Regions from separate parts of the Mus musculus genome. Here region 1 is linked to region 2. Evidence: chromatin contacts called from public ChIA-PET data. All regions are on one chromosome and are shown on one strand. The core of a region is the stretch at or near the end of the contact, and the rest is flanking DNA. Distances in the headings are between cores, read along the strand shown.

The links. ChIA-PET counts read pairs in DNA pulled down with a chosen protein or histone mark.
Region 1: an RNA polymerase II ChIA-PET map of memory CD8 T cells shows a contact between it and region 2, with 7 read pairs. The contact joins the promoter of Prkcz here to the enhancer-like site in region 2. A contact is called at or near these places in 3 of 39 promoter capture datasets (liver and pre-B cells), 2 of 115 datasets of contacts at active chromatin or transcription factors (memory CD8 T cells and microglia) and 2 of 9 other capture datasets (adipose tissue and pancreatic islet).

Annotation. Positions count from the first base shown.
Region 1 is chr4:155,357,307-155,364,408 of GRCm38.p6, reverse strand. It overlaps Prkcz (protein kinase C, zeta), which reads left to right and starts at 2,981. Exons shown (of 18, transcript NM_008860.3): 1 at 2,981-3,257; 2 at 6,807-6,928. The coding sequence starts at 3,187.
Region 2 is chr4:155,121,630-155,128,857 of GRCm38.p6, reverse strand. Morn1 (MORN repeat containing 1) reads right to left here. Exons shown (of 14, transcript NM_001081100.1): 11 at 58-179. Among named protein-coding and RNA genes, the nearest start is that of Morn1, 39 kb to the right of the region's middle. Within about 2 kb of position 1,932, at least 90 of the 459 cell types and tissues checked have an H3K27ac peak or open chromatin away from gene starts, as enhancers often do. A contact at or near this core is called in memory CD8 T cells, where this site is marked.

The DNA of each region.
Region 1 (7,102 bases), core at 1,732-4,231, 230 kb before region 2:
GGTCAAGATGGCTATAGGGCTAGCTATAGGACGCCACATGTAGAGCTGGTCAGGTGGCCAGGACAACTTTCCTAGATCATGATTGCTGGGCAGGTGCAGGAGAGTCACAGTGTACTCCTACTTTGGTGCAAGATAGATGTTCTTCATCGTGTCTGTCCAGGCACCGTGTCACCTTCTGTCCAGTTGCCTTTTAGTGATGGGGGTGGGGACAGACCACTTACATAGACGTGTGTTGGGCAGGCATCAGAGAAGGTACCACAGACAGAGGATACAAGGTCATCCATGGGGTGGGTGAATGTGGGGGAATGTAACGGCAAAAAGGAACGAGGTCCCTGGTCCTATGAGCCTATCTGCCATGGTGAAAAACTAGCTTTCACCCAAGGGCAAGGAAAACAACCAAAGGCTTTTAATATATACATTAAAAAAAAAAGATTTATTTACACTATAGCTGTCTTCAGACACACCAGAAGGGGGCATCAGATATCATTATGGGTGGTTGTGAGCCACCATGTGGTTGCTGGGATTTGAACTCAGGACCTTTGGAAGAGCAGTCAGTGCTCTTAACCGCTGAGCCATCTCTCCAGCCCAATATATACATTTTTAATTTATGTTGTGTGGCCTGCGTGTATGTATGTGTACCATACCTGTGTTGGTGACCACAGAGACTGAAGAGTTCCTTGGATCTCCTGGAACTGGAATTTGAGTTAGGTGTGGGTGCTAGGAATAGAGACCCCTTCTGGAAGGGCAACCCCTACTCTTTACTGTTGGGCCATCTCTCCCGTTTCTACCAAAGGCTTTTTTTTTTTAAAGATTTATTTATTATTATATCTAAGTACACTGTAGCTGTCTTCAGACACACCAGAAGGGGGCATCAGATCTCACTACAGATGGTTGTGAGCCACCATGTGGTTGCTGGGATTTGAACTCAGGAGCTTCGGAAGAGCAGTCGGTGCTCTTACCCACTGAGCCATCTCTCCAGCCCCAACCAAAGGCTTTTAAAACACTAGACTACAACCCCAGCAAGGGCTGACTTGTTTGTTTTTGTTTTTTTGTTTTTTAAGAACTTGGACATTGTGTCATAATCCCAGCACAGAGAGGGAGGCTAGGCCAACAAACGGGTCTTAGTGAACTCAAAGGGAGGATGCACTGTAGATTGTGAGGATATGCAGAAACTGTGAGAATGCGTGGGGGTATGTGAGGTCTTGGGGGCACTCAGTGGAGGGTAGGGAGCCCTTGTCTTTAAAACAAAACAAAACAAAACAAACAAACGAAAACAATAAAAAGTAAAATGTAAAGGCTGTGACCAGAGAAAGGTAGACATAGCCTTGGAGAACAACACCCTGGCTGAATCTGTTGCTGTTAAGGGTTAAGCTGGACATGGTAGAGCACGCCTTTAATCTCGGCATGTTGGGGGGGGCGGGGGCGGGGGCGGGGGAAGACAAGCAGTCTGAGCTTGAGACTAGCCTTGACTACAGAGTTAGTTCCAGGACAGCATGGGATACACAGGTACATAGCTACACAGAGACAGACAACCAGACAAGCAGAAAAGTAAGTAAAAGTCCAAGCAGCACAGCCTAACTCAGGCTGTCATTTTAACCGCTTGGAAGACTGTGTGGCAGGAGGATTAAGGGTTCACCAGCTACCTTGCAGAGGACCTGCCACGCACCCACATGGCATCTCACAACTTGCTCCAGTTCCAGGGTGAGCCCAGAGCTCTTCTAACCTCTCCAGGGCACTGCACCCATGAGGTGTGCAAATACACAGGACTACACATGCTGGCAAAACAACAGTCATACACCTAAAATAAAAACTTTCGTCCATTTCCCAACGCTAAAATAAACAAAAATATGTCTGTGAACTCAGTGTGACACACATCTGGAATCTCAGCACTTAGGAGCCTGGGCGGGTGAGGACAAGGAGTGCTAATAGCCATGACAGAAGCTACAGAGGTGCAGAGAACCAGGTTTGAGTTCAAAGGGTTTTGAAAAATTATCTGAGGCATTACTGGGGATTACCGGGCTGGCTACAGCCTCCGTTTCTCTAATATTGAGATTGTAGGCATGCCACCATTTTTTTAAAAATTATTTTTAAGATTAAAGTGTTTAAAAGCCACTTAAAGCCTGCGGGGGTGGCATATGCCTTTAATCCCAGCACTTGGGAGCGAGAAGAAGGTGGATCTCTGAGGTCAAGGCCAGCCTGGTCTACAGAGAGAGCTCTAGGGCAGCCTGAGCTACGGAGAAAGCCTGTCTCAAAAAACAAAACAAACAAAAAGGCATCTGAAGATGACCAGGTGGCTGCCAATAGGTGTCTTCTAGAGAGAACGCGGGATGTAAGATCAGGGCCGCTGCGTCTTTTCAGCCCTCCAGCGTCACCTCAGTGCCTGGCACCAAGAAGAACCAGGCACGCGTGTGGAATGTAAAGCGAAGGGCTAAGAAGACCTTACGATTCTCCAGATCTGTTCGGCGGAGAAGCTAACTGGTGCAGAGGCGGCGAATAAAGACAGGCCCTCCTGGCTGGGGATGCGGGATGCCCCTGAAGTTGGGAGGGCTGGGACCGGAGGGCCAGACCAGCTCGCACTTTGAGGAGTTGCTCAGCTCCTCGCAACCTCGGGGACGCTGCGGACAGCTGGAGTTCGTACTCCGAAGGTCTGAAAACATCGGACAACCCGCACCTCCAAAAAGTTTGCCCGGCTTTCAGCACAACAGACCCAGCAGACTCAGAAGCACGGGGCGGAGTGGCCTGACTGTCCCTGGACTATTCGGGTCGCCGCCCGTTGCCGGGCAAAGCCACTACGTGCGCGCTCCCATTGGCCCAGGGCCGCGCCCGACAGGTAGTTCATCCTGCACTCTGGTTATTGGGCCGCGGCCGCGCGGCCCCCCGAGGATTGGCCCAGGTGGCGGCCCCGGGGAGCCCTCATTGGCCACAGGTGCCTCCCGCCTCGTGGATTGGCCGTCTCGATGGCCAGGTTCCGCCCCCATCCAGTGTGCCCCCAGCTCCGCGCACCGCCCAAGTTCCGCGGAGTTGGCGAGGCGGGTGCCGTCTGTCCCGTGCTGCGCGCTCCCTTCCGCGCGCTCCCTTCCGCGTTCCGCCGTCTGCCCCGCCTGGCAACCCGGCCCTTCTCCGGGGCCGCTAGCCATGGCCGGAGCGCCCTGGAAGCAGCGCTGACGGCGGCTGGCTGAGTGCGCCATGCCCAGCAGGACGGACCCCAAGATGGACCGGAGCGGCGGCCGCGTCCGTCTGAAGGCGCACTACGGCGGGTGAGCGCGCAGCGCCGGACAGCGGGCAAAGCGGGTTGCGCGGCGGTGGAACTTCGGGGCTGTCGGGGTGCTGCGCGCGAAGGAGGCAGGGAGGCGACGACGAGGCGCCCCGGGAGCTGCGGTGGCGCCCTTCAATGTGGCCCGAGGGAAACCTCGAGGGCGGGGCGCACTCCGCCTAGCTAGTTCTCTCTGGGCGCACACAGCAGGCAGGTGTTGTTGCGCTCCTAGCCTTGGTCTCAGTCAGGGACTTTAAGGACAAACTTGCATGGTCTATAAAAGTTTTCATCAGATTGTGAAAACCTCTGGTGCATTAAAAAAAAAAAAAGTAAAAAAAAAAAAAAAAAAAAACAACAACAAACCCAACACACCCAAGATTATTCAAATTGGCCGCTGTTTAAGTGTAAGGAAAACCTTTGATCCATGGCACGCACAAGAATGCTTGAAGTTGTGGGAACACCAGAGCACATTTTCGCAGCTTTGGTTCGGGGGGGGGGGGGGGGGACGGGGGACAGAACTTTTTGAAGCTCTCCAGAATAGTCTTGCCCTGTTTTTTAGGACAGGGATGATGGTCTTTTCCGTCACATTCCTGGAGGTGGTTTTGGGGGCTGGCCTCGGCCCTTAGCCCTGGATTCCGCCTTGTTTTCCGGGAGGGAGAGGGTGGAGTGGGGAGGGGACCGATAGGGGCATGACAGTGGTTAGTATGGTTGTCCAGGAGCATTGAGTGATGAGAGCGGAGTGATGGTGTTGGTTTTCTGGTGGCTGGTTCGCCCAGGCTGGGTCGGAGAATCCCATAATCTTGCCCCTGATTGTGTAGACAGAAGAGGGTAGAGGCCTAAGGCTTTGACAGCTTCTTGCTTAGGTGCTGTGTGTCCTGGAACCAGCCTGGGTACTCCCAGGTCAAGGGTCAAGGGTCGAGGGTCGCTGCTCTTGGGAAGGAGAAAGGGAGTGGAGTGGAATGCTGGTCCTGTGGCTGAACTGGGCTCTCAGCATTCCTAGGAGTTTTACAGAGTGGCCGGTCCCAGCCACAGAGACAAGTGACTGGTCCTTTGGAAGTGGTTCCTTGCCTGGGTAGAAGATTCTCTTTTCAGCCTCAGGCCAACTTCTGGTGGTCCTGGATTTGGAGGCGGGTTTCTGGTACAGCCAGAGAAAGAAAGATTTCGGGGGTTGGGGGTGGTGGAGGCAGCCAGCCTCACCCAAAGTTGAGGTCTGCAGCCCTGACTCTGGCCTGGAGTGCCCTGCCAAAAGGGAACGCTTAGCTGTGTCCTCTGGCTTGCCAGATTCTGTAGTGAGCCTGCTAAAGCTGACAGACTCTCTTCTGCCTGGAACCCCCTAAGCTAAAGCCGAGGCCCTCAGGGGAGGGACCCACCCTTCCCTTAGGGCGGGTTTAGCGCACACCTTAGGGTCATGGCTCACCTTGGACAGTTCCCCCAGTCCTGGACTTGTCAGTCTTGCCTACCCCTCCCTCCCTTTTGCCCCTGGGGAGCACTTTGGTTACTGGCAGTGTAATTCAACCTGTTGACTCCAGTTTCCTCAACTGACAAGAGCTGCACCCCCTTCCTCTTCCTTCCCCTCTCCCTTTCTCCACCCCTTCCTGCACTCTCCCGTTTCTCCCCACTTCTCCACACCACTGCACCCCTTCTGTACCCCCCCCACCTCCTTTCATCTCCCCCTGGAAGAGTCTCCTCCACAGCCTTCCTCCCCACTTACTCTGAAATCTGCCAACTGGGTGCCTCTCCAGAGCTTGAGCCCCAGGCAGAGATACTCTCTCAGCTGTGAAAGTTGTGGATTGGGGAAGATGTTCTGTCCAGGAAGGCAGTGTCTTGGAGGCTCAGGGTTAGACACTGCCTTAATGGAGGTGACAAAGTTGAGAGTCAAAGATACAGCCCTGTCTTTAGACAGTGGTGGCCATTTGTCCTCTGGTTGTTCCTCGGCTCCTCTGAGGCTTGAGAGGAGTGCTGCCACCAGTGGTCACCTGTATTTGAGGAGTCAGGCCACTCTGTGTTCTCAGGGGATTACAGGAGAATTTGACATTCAAAGCTGAGGTGCCTGCTTTTCTGAAACTCCAGACAGTACAGGGGGTGGGTCTTCCCTCCTGTTGAGGCTCTTGTTACAAACTTTCAAGTTGGAGGACCTGCTGTGGTCCTTGAAGATGCAAGAGTCAGTCAGGGATGGGTGGTCCATCTGACTTCAGTGAGGCGGGGTTGCTTAGAGCTGTGGTATAAAGAGAGCTCTGCAAAGACTGCTTGACTGAGGGGGCATTTGACCAGGGTGCACCTCTAAGGTCTACTTGTCCTCTGGGCACTGGAGGCTGTAAGTGGAGGATGATGTCTAGGGGTTCAGAAAGAGGTCTAAGAAAGGGATGTCAGCCTTGATTTCCAGAGTTTCCCAGTTGGAATTCTGGCCAATGCTGAGTATGTTGGGCAGCCTGGACACTATGACAGGGTGACCCAGTTGACAGAGGCCTGGGGATGGGGCTTGGTCTGTGGAGTCCCTGCTTTGGACATCTCTGCGCCTCAGTTGTTATCTGCCATGATTCTATGGGAGTAGGAGCAGGATCTGTTTCTGTCACAATTGGGGGCCTGGGCAGGTGCTAGCCGGCTGGACTTTGTAGAAAAAGGGGGCAACTAGGGACATCTATCCCTGACTCTAGGTGAGATCCATGGGCCATCAGGTCCCAGAAGGTCTGGCTGGTGTTGAGGGTTGGGTAGGTGCTGGATCCTTTTGCTCTGAATTTTGTCAGTAGACAGTGTCTTTGTTTATAGACACTTGTGTGACCCAGTTTAGAAGCCAGGGGATCAACAGGAGCCTCAGCCAGTATTTCTGTTTCAGAGATTTTCAGATTTCCTTTCTTAAGCCCCTTTTCCCCAAGAATGTCAGACATGAGTTGATTTTCACTGAAGCTTCGGTGAGGGTGTGGTTCCCGCTTAGTTTCCATGGGAACGGGTTGCCTCTGCCCTTCCCTAAAAGCAATACAGGGGAGCAACATCCCCACTTCTCATATTCCTCCTCCAGAGCATGTCTCTGAGCCATCTTCTACTACAGAGGTTTAAGTCCCGTCTGAGAATGAAAAGATAAGAGGCAGTAGCATTCTGAGATTTGATTTCCCAAGAAATAGGCCTTTCAGAACGATTGCTGCTGCACTAGGAAAGAGGGGGGTCAGGTCCTCCCAGGATGCCCAAGAACTGCTTTGATTAATTAATTGTTCTTTTCCCTGGGTAACATGCTCTGGTTTTCACCTTTTGGGAAAAGGCTTGACTTTGGAGTTTTACCTTAAATGAAGGTAATGGATTTGTGTCTGCATCTGGGGTCCTCCTTTGGTGCCTAGTAGGTGTGGTTGCTTGATCTCCACTAGGGGGCGCCTTCTGTCATGTTGACTTGGTTCTCTGGTGTCCTGGGGTCAATGGTTCTATCTTGTGTTGGGGGAGGGCTTTCATTGTCTTGGGGAGGAGATTTTCATCTCATGTATCTAATTGGCAACTTGGCTAAGCAGTGTTTGGTCACATTCAGATACGATCCAGGTGACAGAGATCTCTGTCCTCTTTGTCCCAGGGACATCCTGATTACCAGCGTGGATGCCATGACAACATTCAAGGACCTCTGTGAGGAAGTGCGAGACATGTGTGGCCTGCACCAGCAGCACCCACTCACCCTCAAGTGGGTGGACAGTGAAGGTAGCCTCGGTCTTGGGATGGTCGGTCTTGGGATGGTCGGTCTGAGCTCCACTGGGCTTTGTACAGATGAACTTGTTAGAACCAACCATTCCTCAGTAGGAACTGCTGCAAATGGGCAAATAGGGACAGTACAGACCGGGCAGCACTAAAAGAGGGGAGTGTTCCTGCTACGTG
Region 2 (7,228 bases), core at 683-3,182:
AAGGTTCAGAGGAGCCTGGGGTGGTAAAGCAGATCCCCCTATGGCCTCGAGGCCTACCTCCAGCGTGCCGGGCAGGAACAGGTAAGGCTGCATGCCAGGCGGAGGGGCTCCGAGGAGGATGTCCACAAACTCGGCACAGCCGTGGTCCACTTGCTGACAGCAGGGTTTGTGTCTCCTGGCTGGGCGGAAGTTTTACCCGGAAAAATAAAACAGAGAGAGGCCCTGTGAACCCTGAGCAGACGGAGAGTTTCACTGTCATCGGGTGAGTGGACGGGGGGCACGAAGCAGAGCCTGGCTGGGGACAAACCTTTGTCCTGGGTATTTCTCTCAGCTAGCCCAAAAGAGAGAGGAGTGTGGACAGGGAAGTGTGGAGGCTGGGAGATAACTGTGGACACGCAGGGCAGACAAGAGGAGCTTGGATCAGAAGCATGGGCCGGGCAGAGTGGATAGGACAGTGTGTGGAAGGGAGTGTGCGAAGAGGGCTATAGAGCAGGCAGCGTGGGTGGGGCAGCAGAGTGGCAAGGCACGGTCAGAGTGGACAGGTGGTCCTTCCCAAACACATAGCACACCACAGTCCACTTTCCTGTAGGACTAAGCTCCAGGGTCCTTCCAATGGCCCTTATCCTGAAGGTTCTTTATTGGAGAAGAGATGTGACCTCCTAAGAGCCAGAGGTCCAAGATGGTGTCTGTGTGTGTGTGTGTGTGTGTGTGTGTGTGTGTGTGTGTGTAGGGGGACTCTGGCTAGAGCAGGAGCCTCAGATGAGCTACAGAGGAGATGGGGTGTTTCATGAAAGACTTGCACAGCAAAGGCAGGAAGACAAGGGTAGAACAGAGGGCAGTTCGAAGAGGGGGTACAGTTTGGGCCAGCATCATTAAGGGTGCTGAGATGCCTTAAGACAATGTCTCTTTGAGGAAAAGGGGTCTTCAGATAGGAAGACTCTGGCCGGCTCCTTGGTGGGACTAGGCTGAGTGGGGGAGCATCTTTCATCTCTGTGTTAGACAGGGCCCTGGGGCCAGAGACATTAATGTCCCTTCCCCAGAGCCCCGGTTTGCAAGAGCTGGGCCTCTGAAATATCTCCAGATTACAGGTGGGAGAATTATTTCTCTCAGAGGTGTATTAATTTTGTCTTATGGTGCACTAATAAAAACCTTTTTCTTATGCAAGGGCATTTCTGAGCTAACGTCCTTCCCCGCAGCTCTGTGCCTTGCACCACTGATGTCCTGGGCAGTGACTGGGAACCGCAATGCTGACAACGTGGTTTCTAGCTCTCTGTACACTGGAGGACCATGTGGGCTGTGCTCTGCCACCTCCTTCAGAGCAAGTTCCAGGACAGCCAGGGTTACAGAGAAACTGGGTCTTGAAAAAAAACAAAGAAAACAAACAAAGAAAAGGAGCAACTTTTGGCATTAAGATCCCAGCTCTGTCTTCATATCTCAGAGGCTTGTGCACAGTTAGGGTGACTGCTGGGTGGCCCTGTACGTCAGGCTCTGACTGGCCATGTACTGGTTCTAGGGAGTGGAGTAGTGTACAGACCCAGCAGGATCTGATGGGTCCAAGGCTATGAATGTCTGCACCCCTCGGGCTAGGAGGTTCTGGTCACACAGCTAAAGGACTTCTCCAGAAGTCACAGCGGCCAGCTGGCACCTCCAGAGCAGCTGCTCAGTGCCGCTCATCTGATGACCTCCCTGCTGCCATGTTGTTGCTGGAAACTGCAAGTTCAGACAAGATGAACGGTAGCCATGACAACAGGACATTCCCATTACTGATGCTAACCACAATGCTTCATGGGAAGGATGACATGGAGTCCAGCTCCTCAGTCTACACAGGGTTGGCACTTGAGGCCGTCTGGATGTGTGGCAGACCTCTCCCTGCCCCAAGAAAGGCTGCCTGGTAGGCCACAACACTTGTTACAAGTCAGAGAGGCCTTCACTTCCTGCCTTTGCCTCTTTGATCCTTGGGGCATAACAGACTGCTGCCTCAACAGGCCTTTGCTCTGCAGGGATGGTGTTCAGGCAGGCCACCCAAGGTCCTCAGCTGCTCCCCCTATACTAACCCTGTGCGTATCTGGTGGGAGCTCTTAGAGGAGGGGTGACTCATGGCTGAGGAAAGGGGAGAGAGGCACCCACAAGTATGCGGTTTCCCTGGAGGAAAGGGGCCACTTGGCAGGACTGCCAGCTGGAGGCCTTGCTGGTTGCTCTTAGAAGTGTGAGGTGAAGCTGACTGACAGTTCAGCTGCCCAGGAACATGTATGCTTCTGTCCATGGCTTGTCCACGGCGGATGAGGACCCAGGTTTCATAAGAACACAGTCAGTACCCTCTGCACCCAGGCTTCAGGGGACTGTCACCTGTCCCTCTGTACCCAGGTTTTGGGGGACTGTCACCTGTCCCTCTGTGCCCTGGCTTCAGGGGACTGTCAGTTGTCCCTCTGTACCCAAACTCAAGGGGAGGGGGGACTGTCACCTGTCCCTCTGCACCCAGGCTTCGGGGGGACAGTCACCTGTCCTGACTGTCACCTGTCCTACCCCATCATCACTGGCTACTGCCCAGCCCCACACCACACCAGGCCCTGCTGCGGGTACCCCTCACTTAAGTTGGTCTCTGTTCTTCTGAGCAGACCCCCTTCTCTCTCTTCTTGAGTGTCACATTCATTCAGCGCAGCCCCAACTCCTTACCCCTGGGAGAGCAGATACACAGTTTCCTGCAATAGACACACACTGTCCCAGGATATCCACATAGTACAGCCACAAGCACTTGAGCCTCTAGACACAACTCCTGTCCTCCCCCTTAACAGAGAAACAGCCTTTGTCCAGTCCCGTGTCCCCACTCTTCTCACTATTCTGCTCCCTGGGCAACTCTGGAGCCTTGTGCTTGAGCCCAGGCTGTGATGGTCCCACCTGGGCTCTCTGTCCCCAGGCTGCCCTGGAACTCACTTCTCACCCCTGCCCCCAGCATAAGACTGGTTCAGACAGAGCAACCCCCTCCTCAATCCTCAGACTGAGCCCTTCCCCTCTGCACCCTGAGGCTACCCATTCTTCAGATAGCCCTAGAGTCCCTCTCACCAGCCACCTCTTGTGTCCCCAGGGCTTGGTGTTCCCTTCCCATCATGCTACACAGACTGTTGCAGGTAACACCTGGGGATGTCCTGACCAGTTTTGCCCCAGCTGCCGGGAATCTCTCTGGTTGTGGTGTGTCCCTCTTACTCAGTTCACCCTGGGGCAACCACTTCACCTGTGTCCACCCAGTCTGCAAACGTGGTCCATAAGAGAGATAAGGCAAAAGCCTCCTCAAGGCTTAAGATCTTACTGCCGAGGAGTGATAAGCCACTGAGCTGTTATCAGATAGGGGAACAGTGCTGTCAATAGGAGTGTCTGCCTTCCAGCCTTGGACAGCTTCGGGTGGGGGCGGGGAGAGGGGCAGGGAGTCAGTCACTTGCAGGAGAGGTATTACAACACTTTACGCCACGCCATCCCTGCAGCTGAGAGACCACCCTGGGCTGTGGGGTTGGGGTTCTCACTTTCACCAGTTCTGGGGCAAGGGTTTTACAGCAGATACTTTGTAGCTACCGAGTGCTATGGATATTTCTGCTACATTTGTAGCTACCTAGCCTTATGGATATTTCTGCTACATTTTTGGAGGCTCCTCTGCCCTGGAGCTACATCTGCTTACCTCCCCCAATCCAAGGGCCCAGGGATGGGATTCTTAATCTTTGGAAACCAACCCTAAGGCCTGCCAGTGCTGGTGGCAATTATGACTTTATCAGCAAGATAAAGGTTGCTGGACCACCTCAAGGGAGGGGGCTGGAGTCAGGGAAGAGGCTCTGCTAGGGATCAGAGCAGGCAGCCTGACCTCTCTGTGAAGGAAATACCAATTAATTATCTTTTTTACAGGCAAACCAATTAGACTCCCTAATCACCTGTGTAGGACACGGAGGCAGAAGGCAGAGAAACTGCAGGAATAAACAAGACGGAGAGGACAGGCCTCACCGTGAAACAGCCGCCCTGGGCCCAGGGCTCGCCAAGAGGAGCACAGGCCCAAGGCTGAGATATTTTCTTTGTTTAAGTGAATTAAAAAACTCAAATGTTACTAGCCCCGAGGGGACAGAGTGGGCTCGCCTGGAGGTGACCAGACACAGGGCATTAGTCTTCCTTGTGCACTCCATTAGCCAAGGAACAGTGCAGGGCCTGGGTAAGTTAGCGGCGGTAGGGTTCCCATCAAAAGGACACCTAGAGGAGTTGTGCATCCCACCAAGGGCCAGACAGGCACCCTGGGTTTTGACAACCGCCCAGGTGTCCAGGTGAGGGCTTCTGTGCCGTCAGTATGGCTGCCCTGATCATCGAGGGATGCTCTTGTTCTTTTGGCCTGGCTGTGGCTGGAGCTAACCTGGAGGGTCTGCCATCTGCTGACAGAGGTTCCACCCCTAGAGCAGTGGGCAGCAGTGCCTGATTTCTATCCAGTCTCTGCACGGGCCTCCCTAGCACGCAGCCCTCTAGCTCTCAGATTCCTTAGTTAGCTTTCCACGGGCCAGCAATCACGTGCGGCACCCGGAGGCTTCCAGGACCAGAGTCTGATTAAGCACTTCTTACACAGCTTGCACACACCCAGGGATCACCCACTGCCCCCTTTACAAGTGGGGGAACAGGCCCAGGCACACAGGGCCACAGGGCCCCGAGTGCCCCACTGCTCTGCAGGTGACCTGCCCTATGGGTTGTTCTTACTTCCGGCTGGGCTGAGGAATGGTTTACAATGTCTCTCACAGTCTCCAGCTGGTGGCACTGTTTTGGGAGGTTGAAGAAACTCTGAAGGGAATCAGGTCACTGGGGCATAGATTTGAAGGTTATATCAGGTCACTGGAGCATAGATGTGAAAGTTCTATCAGGCCTCTAATCTACTCTGTGGTTTCTGTCCATCAAGAAGTGAAGATGGAGGTAGGTGAGCTGGCTCAGTGGGTAAAGAACTTGCTGAACAAGCCTGAGGACTTGAGTTTGGATGCCCAGTGCAGTAAAAGCTGTGTACAAGCACCTCCGGCTCCGCCTGCCACCACCACACACTAATATATGGAAAGACCACCTACCTCAGTTATGTGTTCCTGCTGCTACAACATCTTGCCTAAGTGCATGGGGCCAATTGGCCATGGATGGAAACCCTGAAAACCATGAGCCAAAATAAAACTTTGTTCCTCTGAGTTGCCTGTGTTGGATGCTGTGTCATAATGGACCAGAAGTCACTACTACAGGTCATCTGTCTGGTCACTAAGGTGGAACTGTCTCAGTTTTGGAGGGCCAATGTCTGTGTCTGCATGCCACATGACCCCTCCTGAGGCTATACTATTTGACCTGGGGCTAGGGGGCCTAGATGGAGAATCATCTGTGTAAATGGCTATTTAATGTGTAGGAAAATACACGCCAGTATCTAGCTTCACCCCTGCCCTGCTCCCTCTCCCCATAGGCCAGTTTTTGATGTTTTTTTTCTTTTTGAGATTTTATTATTTAATGTGTTATGGTATTTGCCTGCATGTTTGCCTATGTACCACATGCATGTCTGATGCTCGAGGGGGCAGGAGAGGCAAAGGGGCCATGAGGTGCTGTGGCTGCGCAGAGCCCATCCTTACTGCACTCAACACTTGTCTCCCAGGAGGGACCCAGTGTGGTCTCCCTGCGTTCCTGAAGCACAGAGAGTGGAACTTATCCTTACCTACGGCCCTGTTTCCCATACTCTGAGTGTTTTTCAAGAGCTTGCCTTGGGACCCAGAGTGTGAACACTGGAGTGACTTTCCTGCTTGAGTTCTTCATGGTGGCTTTAAAAAAAAAAAAAAAAAGGGCAGGGTTTCATTCTATAGCCCAGGTGGTCTAGAGCTATGGAGCACTGGCCAGCCTTGAAATCCGATTTCAACCTCCCAAGTGCTGAGGTAAAAGGCACGAGCCCCTGCCTGCCCATGTGACTTTTTTTAATTTTTTTTTTTCTGAAGAGCCCACGCTCTGTGCCACGCCTAAGCTGGTTGGAAACTCCTTTGTGAAACTCGCAGCCTCAGGCACGCGGCTGTTCCATGCCTGCCTCTGGAGCTCTGTGTCAGAACTGCCTTGGAACAGGGAAGCCGGCGGGCTGCTGCTGGCAAGCTTCCAAGACTTGGGCTAATTCGAGGTTCTTTCTGAGTCTGTTTCTGACACCCCCGCCCACTCCTCGCCTTCAGGAGGCTCTCCCCAGCCAAGCTGTTTGTATACAGTCAAACAGCAAGGCTGGGCCACTGGGACGGGAGCAGGCCCTGTGGGGATGCTGGAAGGGCCCCAGGCCAGGAGGAGCTAGTATGGGGGTCCCAGGTGCCTGCTTATGTGAGGTTCCTGATCACATTTCATCTGCAGGCAGCTCGCTCTGCTCAGAAGCGGCAGCTGTCTGGGGCAGCCGGTTGGTTAGCAAGAGCAGAAAAGCAGGCAGCAAAGCCAGCCCAGATACAAGTTTGGGTGTCCACTAAGCCCTCCTGAAACTTTGCCTCATGCTAAGTGGCTTGTAGCCTGGAGTATGAGACCCTTACGACCCTGGGCTGACTGGATACTCACAGTCCTGGAGCGAGCAGAGACTGACTGGAGAGCCCTGGGTCAAGGCCACAGATGAACAGCGCTCTGATCACGGGATTAGGAATGGCTAGGGTTCCCACTCTGTCCAACCTCATGCCAGCACTCAAAGAGAGCAGAGAGGCTAGGTGACAAGGGGTGCTGGCTATGGGGAGTAGCAGGCAAGAAGGGGCCACGAGGTCAGTATTGCAGCTGTTCTCCTTGACTTGGCTTCTCTCTCACTTCCTTCCTCTCTGTTCCTGAAGCTGGGTTAACACAGCATATACCTTAGGAGGCTGAGGCAGGGGAATCTCTTATGAGTTTAAGGCCAGCCTGGTCTACACGATTGAGTTCAGGACAGCCAGGACTTCACAGACCCTGTTTTGTTTTATTTTGTTTTTGTTTTTTGAGACAGGGTTTCTCTGTATAGCTCTGCCTGTCCTGGAACTTGCTCCGCGTAGACCAGGGTGGCTTCATACTCATAGACCCCCCCTCCCCCCACCGCCTCTTCCTCTTGAATGTTGGGATTAAAGGCATGCTCCACCACCACCTGCCTCATAGATCCTATCTAAAAAATTAAAAATGAAATGCAATAAAACTGGCCTCAAGGCTGATCAGGATGCAGGCAACCTTGCTACTTGTCTGGTGGGAGGGCTTTAGAATGGCCTAGAATCATAGGAGA